2 separate regions of the Danio rerio genome follow, and region 2 is linked to region 1. A link is a contact called in public HiChIP or PLAC-seq data. All regions are on one chromosome and are shown on one strand. Each heading gives the region's core, a stretch centred on a gene start, on an enhancer-like site or on the middle of the called end of the contact. The rest is flanking DNA. Distances are from core to core; before and after follow the strand shown.

The links. HiChIP or PLAC-seq counts read pairs in DNA pulled down with a chosen protein or histone mark.
Region 2: an H3K4me3 HiChIP or PLAC-seq map of gastrula embryo shows a contact between it and region 1, with 4 times the contacts expected there. The contact joins the promoter of ccdc92ba here to the promoter of mnta in region 1. A contact is called at or near these places in 3 of 18 Hi-C or Micro-C datasets (caudal fin, embryo and an unstated tissue) and 2 of 4 datasets of contacts at active chromatin or transcription factors (embryo and gastrula embryo).

The regions. Positions count from the first base shown.
Region 1 is chr15:27,680,179-27,683,808 of GRCz12tu, reverse strand. It overlaps mnta (MAX network transcriptional repressor a), which reads left to right and starts at 2,009. Exons shown (of 6, transcript XM_009291752.5): 1 at 2,009-2,272. The coding sequence starts at 2,200.
Region 2 is chr15:27,866,343-27,869,972 of GRCz12tu, reverse strand. ccdc92ba (coiled-coil domain containing 92Ba) reads left to right here and starts at 1,572. Exons shown (of 5, transcript XM_005157622.6): 1 at 1,572-1,958. The coding sequence starts at 1,947. LOC141377847 (a long non-coding RNA gene) reads right to left here and starts at 1,531. Exons shown (of 2, transcript XR_012390870.1): 1 at 1-1,531.

The DNA.
Region 1 (3,630 bases), core at 760-3,259:
TTAAGTAAATGAAGACAGCAGAAGTCAAGGATTCATTTGAATTATTTAGCCTGACATGTTTACTGCTCCAAAATATTTTAAATGTTTCTCAAAAGCAAATATATTGTGTTCAAAGAGGAAAAAAGTTGTTGTTTATTACCCAGACCATTAAAACGATATTATAGAGCAGGAACCACAATACCGTGATACTGTAATATTTTTATCTAAGGTTTTCATGTCAGAATATTACACCAGCCCATGCTATATATATATATATATATATATATATATATATATATATATATATATATATATATATATATATATATATATATATATATATATATATATATATATAAATGAATGCTCTTCAACATTGATAATGGTATGTGTTCTCAATCTGTTTCTCTTTCTCTCTCCTCTTGAAGACTCCCTACTGTCCTGCAGTTCACTGTCTCAGTGGTCACCATAGATACGGTCACATGACTTTGCCTTTATTCAGTCAGTGCATGTTTCATGGCAGCACAGTCTGTGCTACTTTGATAGGATCTCCAGTGAAAACAAGACTGCAGAGTGAAGCCCTGTATATTGCTAAAAATGACAGACCAGTGTCAATATGCTGGATTTATTTCTGATCTAAGAATTTAGTAGTAGTGAAAGGCAAAAAAAGATGCATAGTGTGTGTGTGTGTGTGTAAATTCCATTCTAAAGACCCACCCCTTCTCTGACAAAGTCCAAAATTTGGCCCCTGAATGAGCTCATTTGTCCCATTTTTGACAGTATGCCATCATAAATTGTGAAAATAACCAATAAAAGAAGGCTTTTATTATTTAAATAGACAAATTCAGACTGAGAAAATGAGCTGGCCAGTTTGTTATTTGCTTATTGGCTAATTTATTTTTATTTTTATTTTTTTTTAAGTTTTAACAGATTCACATTTTCTGATGCATGACAAATTTGCATGCAAAAAAAAGTATTTTTCATATTTCTAAAATTCTAACCTTATTACATTATATGTTAGTAATATAACATTGTAACTTAGTAATATAACATAGTTTAAATGCACGTATGTAAATAAACACATTTTGTAAAAGAAAAAAAATAATATGATAAGCACTTTGACAAAAATGTGAAAAGTATTTTTTGCATTAAAAAGTGTGGAAATGATAAAGCTAATCCAGCACAAATTAGTGCTTAAAATGCGACTAAATGCAGTATTTGAACCTCAATTAACTGCATAAGGTCCACTTTTTGAGAAAAAAGAACCACCCCTTTTAATAGGCTGGCTATGGGCTTAAATAAAGTATATTTAGATAGAAAACAATATTTAAATAGTAAAAACAAATGATCAAAATGTACCTTTTTGCTGTAATTTGCAGACTCAATACATACAAATTATATTTTAATATATGGATCCATTCCAAATCAACAATTTCATAACTGTATCTGAATATGTCCATTGCTTCATAGGCAGATATTTAAATCCTAATGTTTTCTACTACTGTTGTGTTGTTTATCTGTTGTAGAAGTTGTTCACAGCAGACTGTTAATCGATACTCGCAGTGTGTTTGAATCGTGGCTGCATCACAAACAGCACGTCATCGGGTCGGTCTGCAGGTTGCGTTTTCGTTCTCAGTTGTTGGCGTGCGAGACGCGCAGAATGACACCCATGTGAGCAGATACCATGCCTTGTGTGTCTGCTTTCCTATTGGCTGCTTTGAGCTCATGTTTTATTAATGACGCAGAGGCGTGGTGTGTGTAGGTGTATTGCGCAAAACCTGGATTTGACATTTCTATTTTAGGGCGGTCCGCTTTCGTCCTTTTAGCCAACATATGTGTAATACATTAGTATACAAGTCACTGATTGTATTCAATGTTTAGTTTTCGTGTAATTCGTCGAATAAACGCGTTGATAAGAAATATCCATGTCCGTGTTTTGAAAGCCCAGCATGTGTAGGGCGGGGTCACTGAAGCAGGGGGCGTGGCCGAGCTGTCTGTACAATGGCCCGATATGTTGACTGAATAACCCGCCATCTTGTTGTGACTCCTCTACGTGCGTGGAAGAGTGTGACTTCACGGGGGATCCAGTCACGTCTTTCCTTTTATTTTATTATTATTTTATTAAACAGACGAGAAGATTGGGTCCCGAACTGAAGCGTTTGAATCCAGAGAGCTGATTCATTTCTCCAATCGTTTCTTGGACCATAAAACAAAACCGAGATGAGTATCGAGACGCTTTTAGAGGCGGCGAAGTTTTTGGAATTGCAAGCCCTGCAACAACAGAAAGCACGTGGTAAGAAATGAAAAATTTGAGCACATAAACCTTTGTGACAGACAGAGAGTCACTTTAATGTATCAGTATTGCTGTATAATGTTGTAGCAGGTTAATGCGAGACATTGTTGCACGGTTTGCCACAGTCCGCGTAAAAGCAGGGCTGCGTGCTGTGCGTGACATTCAACATTAACGTTATAATATCCTCCTAAAAACAACAGAGTCTGCAAAACTGCAATGTAATCTTCCTACGCGTACTTGCTGTGTGTCAGTTGTAAGCCGGCGTTTTCCGCATAGCGACAGTTGTGTGTTAAAAGGAGGAGAATGTGTGTTTCTTGCTTTAATTGTTGAGATAGTTCACGGTCGATCACTTCATTCAACGCAGTGTTCATGTAGGAAAACATACCTGCTTGCTTTTAAGGGCGGTGGCTTACAAGTACGTGCGCGAGTGCCAGTTGCGCTTTATATAATGATTAGGGGATCACATTACGCAGCTTTCATTCGCTTCCCCTTTGTAGGCAGTAATTGACCCAATGTTGTGATTACTTTCCACATGTTGTTCTTCAGTGCAATAGTTTACGTTTTTATGCATTTCTCACTATTGTTTTCGCTCCCGCGCTGCGTGCGTTCGCTGGCGCTTTCTGTAGAGGCTCGGTGACGTGTCCGCTTTGTCACGCCCAGTTGACGTGTCTGGTGTATTCACGCCCTCCTCTGCGATCCGCGTGGACAGAACCCCTCCCCCGATGTTCCATGTGCGCGGCAGGCGCTGCTCTGTGCGGGAGGGGCTTTACAACCAAAGAGAAAGTAGGACAGTAACCCCCTGCCTGCTTTTCCAAAATGTTCTGCAGTTATATAACGCACTCCTCCGGCTTGGGATCATCGTGTTGGTCTCTAAAAATGTAGTATTCACATATTTGTGTATTTAGGGGTGATCGTGCAATCACAAAATTTAGACGTTTTATTAGTTAATCGTCGAAAATATGCAAATAAAAGGCAGAATACATTTTGGTAACTGATTGTAAAATAATGAGAATATTGAATATTAAATCGATCTAGTTTTTATTGAAGTCTCAGCGTTGGATTTGGTTGTTTTGAAGGCCTTATGCAATTCCAGGTATGGGCCCCAAAGCATTGAAACACAAACATTATATTTCTCTATAGATGTATATGTATTTATACAGTTGAAGTCAGAACTATTCGCCCCCTATTTATATTTTCCCCAAATTTCTGTTTAACAGAGAGATTTTCTCAACACATTGCTAAACAATAGTTTTAAGAACTTATTTCTTATAAATGATTTACTTTACCTTTGCCATGATGACAGTAAATAATATTTGACCAGATATTTTTCAAGAAACTTCTATACAGCTTAAAGTGAC
Region 2 (3,630 bases), core at 323-2,822, 190 kb before region 1:
AAACGTGCAATGTTGGTGGTCTTCCAGGAACATGGTTGAGAAACACTACCATATTGTACACATATCTATCAAACAATTGCATTATGGAAGAAGTGCACAATTTGTATTGGTTTGGAGTCCACAAATGATAACGAGTAACAGAAGTACTAAATGCAGAGCCTGGTGCTGCGGCAGTCATCAAGGATGTCTTATTTCAGAAAAGCAATTGTGGTAAAACTCTTCGTGAGGTGTTAATTATTGTCATTTCTTTCTTTCTTTAGAACATAATGGTTGCTTTTCTAAAATAAGGCAGGCCTAAGAATAGCTGCTGACAACTGGCACATGAATTAAAATAATTACAAAAGAAGTAAAAGTGTGTTGCAGATTTGAACAATAGCCAGTCTGGAATGGCATATGGGATGGAAAATGCTCATATTACTGCTGAAAATAAAATCAACACCAAGGTTTCTGTTTTTTGCCTATTAAAATATTCATTCATTCATTTTCTCTTTGGCTCAGTCTCTTTATTCATCAGGGTCACCACAGCGGAATGAACCGCCAACTTACCCAGCATAGGTTTTACGTAGCGGATGCCCTTCCAGCCGCAACCCAACACTGGGAAACACCCATACACTCTTGCATTCACACACATATACTATGGCCAATTTAGCTTAGTCAATTCCCCAATAATGAGTGGCTTTGGACTGTGCGGGAAACCGGAGCATCCGTAGCAAACCCTCGCAAACATGCAAGCTCCACACAGAAAAGCCAACTCACCCAGCCTGGGCTCGAATCAGTGACCTTCTTGCTGAGAGGCGATCGTGCTACCCATTGTGCCACCATGACGCCATGAAAATATTATTTGAATCTGAAATATATCTATCTCTAACATTATACAGCCTATACTGTAGCTTTCATCATTCTGCAAGCCATATGAAAGATGTTCTGGAAAACATCTATGTACAGTTTTGATAAAGATCTTTAAACAGTCTGTTTAACAAACAATAAAACATACATTTTAAAGACGATGCAAATTCTATTTAACTATTGTATATAGATTATGCAAAAAAACCTCCTTGTGAGTTTCTTTCTCATATTGAACACAAAAGATATTTCGAAGAAAGCTGAAAACCTGTAACCATTGACATCCATATTCTTCAAATATATCTTCTTTTTTTTCAACGGAAGAAAGTCAAAATTTGGAACTAGTAAATGATAAGTATGATGACAAAATTGTAATTTTTGGGTAAACTTTTCCTTCAAAATCAAGTAGTTTATTATCCAACAATAGGGTATGGTACACAAACTGCTACATTTATTGTTATGCTAGTTTTATAGGCTAAGCAACACACTTAACGCTTTCCCAGTCAGGTGTCAAAGCTAGAGCTACTGTAGCTTCTGAATAATTCCGCTGTACTTTCCACAGTAATTCAGTAATTTAGCTGGACAATTACAATGACCTACATATTAATATCTTAACTTATCGTGCACGACAACAGCATGAGGGACGAGGGTCACCAGCCGCGCGCATGAGCCAGAATCTGCAGCAGAGAGAGAGAGAGAGAGAGAGAGAGAGTTGTGTTTCCTCCATCAGTTGCATCATCGTTTTGGTCCTGAAGGAGCCTCTTCCTGTCTGTCATCGCGATGAAGATGATGATGATGCTGTTCGGCAGACGCAGGACACACGGGCACGCGTATGCCAGCTAAACGCTTGAATTGATCGTGACATTGTCGGATAAAGCAACTGTACATTTGCCGAAATAACGAAGGATTGACAATTGGTCTTTCACGTCAAAGCTCAGCCGGGGCAGATCCTTGTTTAAGTCTCGCTTGTATTGATCTTCCTTAAAGATGTCGTCATCCTATGTGTTCATGGGTCGCTTGGTTGAAGGGCAGAGATGTGGAAGTGAAGGAGTCCGTTCATTCTCATTATTATAACGCCTCGTCTGCTGGATAGTGATTTAAGAATGGAGAACACGGTGAGTGCTGGATTACATTGTGCGCAGTCTTGTCTTTAGCTTAATTGACTATAATAGCCTATAGGAAACGGCTAGCTGCAGCTCATCATTGATATTTCAATATTTTACAGTGGGGTGTAAGTTAGCTGTGTTACTGTGTTATGTTTTTGCAGGCAGTTTATAATAATCCCGATGTTTATAGATTAATAAGCAGGAAAAAAAACGCTCAGAAGTTTCATTTTACATTAGGCTACACGTGAATCTAATTGTTCCAGTTCTAAATGTCTTTATATATATATATATATATATATATATATATATATATATATATATATATATATATATATATATATATATATATATCTTTTTTATTATATAGTATTCAATTTTTGCTATTTTATAATGTAACTTTATTCAAGTGAAAAATAAGATGAATCAACATGACTTAACCATGAGTCATTTAAGGGTCAGACAAAGCAGACCAGAATTGATCTTTTAAGGAGCAGTTTAGCTTTATGAAGACATGTTCTGTTGTTGTTGGTTTACCGTTCATTTAAATATGTGCATTTAAAGAATTTAATAAAATATGTTCTCGATTGAGTAAATATATTATTAAAGGAAATAGCATTAAATAGCACTTGTGACATTGACATAAAAATATTTAAATAAGCATTAATTATATAAAATCATTACAATATTGAGAGTGTAATGAACTATGTACTGTATATTACTCTGATATATTTTTATTTAAACTAAATTGGAAGGTTTAAAAATAATTTCTGATCTACTGTATATTCATTTATGGGGCCCATGACCAAATTGTTATGGGTGTGTGCAGTGAGATTGGACCCTTTGCGGGGCCCACTGAGGGGCAGTATTTCATTTATTTGTCCATGGGCGAGTTTTAGTTTTTTAATTGTTTTTATTGTTTTTATCATAAGAAAATAAACAATAACATAAACAGAACTAAAAAAGGGGTGCAATTTCACAATACACAAACAGTATACAACATAACATAATACAACAACATCCAGAAAGCATAAGAGAAAAAAATAGAATTAAATATAAAAATTAAATAATTTACAGAAAAATGTGTAGGCTTCACAACTCAACATGTCAAACCAATCCCACCTATAATCAGTTAAAAGTCAGCATTGATATAAAATATAATTGGGTTCCAGATAAAAAAAATATGTTTAGTTTGTTTGTTTGCCATCCCATATCGCATTTCTTCCATGGGAAATGCATAACTTAAGCTCATAATCCAGGTTTCAAAGACAGGCACGTGATCCGACTTCCAATTTTGTACAACTATTTTCTTTGCTAAAATTAAACACAAAGATACTGCCTGAGATATATATGTATCTCCTATTTCTGAGGTGTCTCCAGAAATGCCTAGTTTTGGCTCTGGTGACAGATCAGTCCTGTATACTTCAGATATAAAATAATTTTTTTTTTTGCCTAAATGAACTAATTTTATGGCATGACCAGAATATGTGAGTCAGTGGTATCTTCAAAATGTTTACATTTGTTGCACAATAAGGATACGTTTAGGAAAATCGTATATAATTTTACTTTTGAATAATGAAGTCTGTGAATAACTTTAAATTCAATCTTGCATTGATAGAACAATCATGAATTTTGGAAAGATAATCTTCCCATGATGTATTTGATATCTCTGTATTAAGCTCCT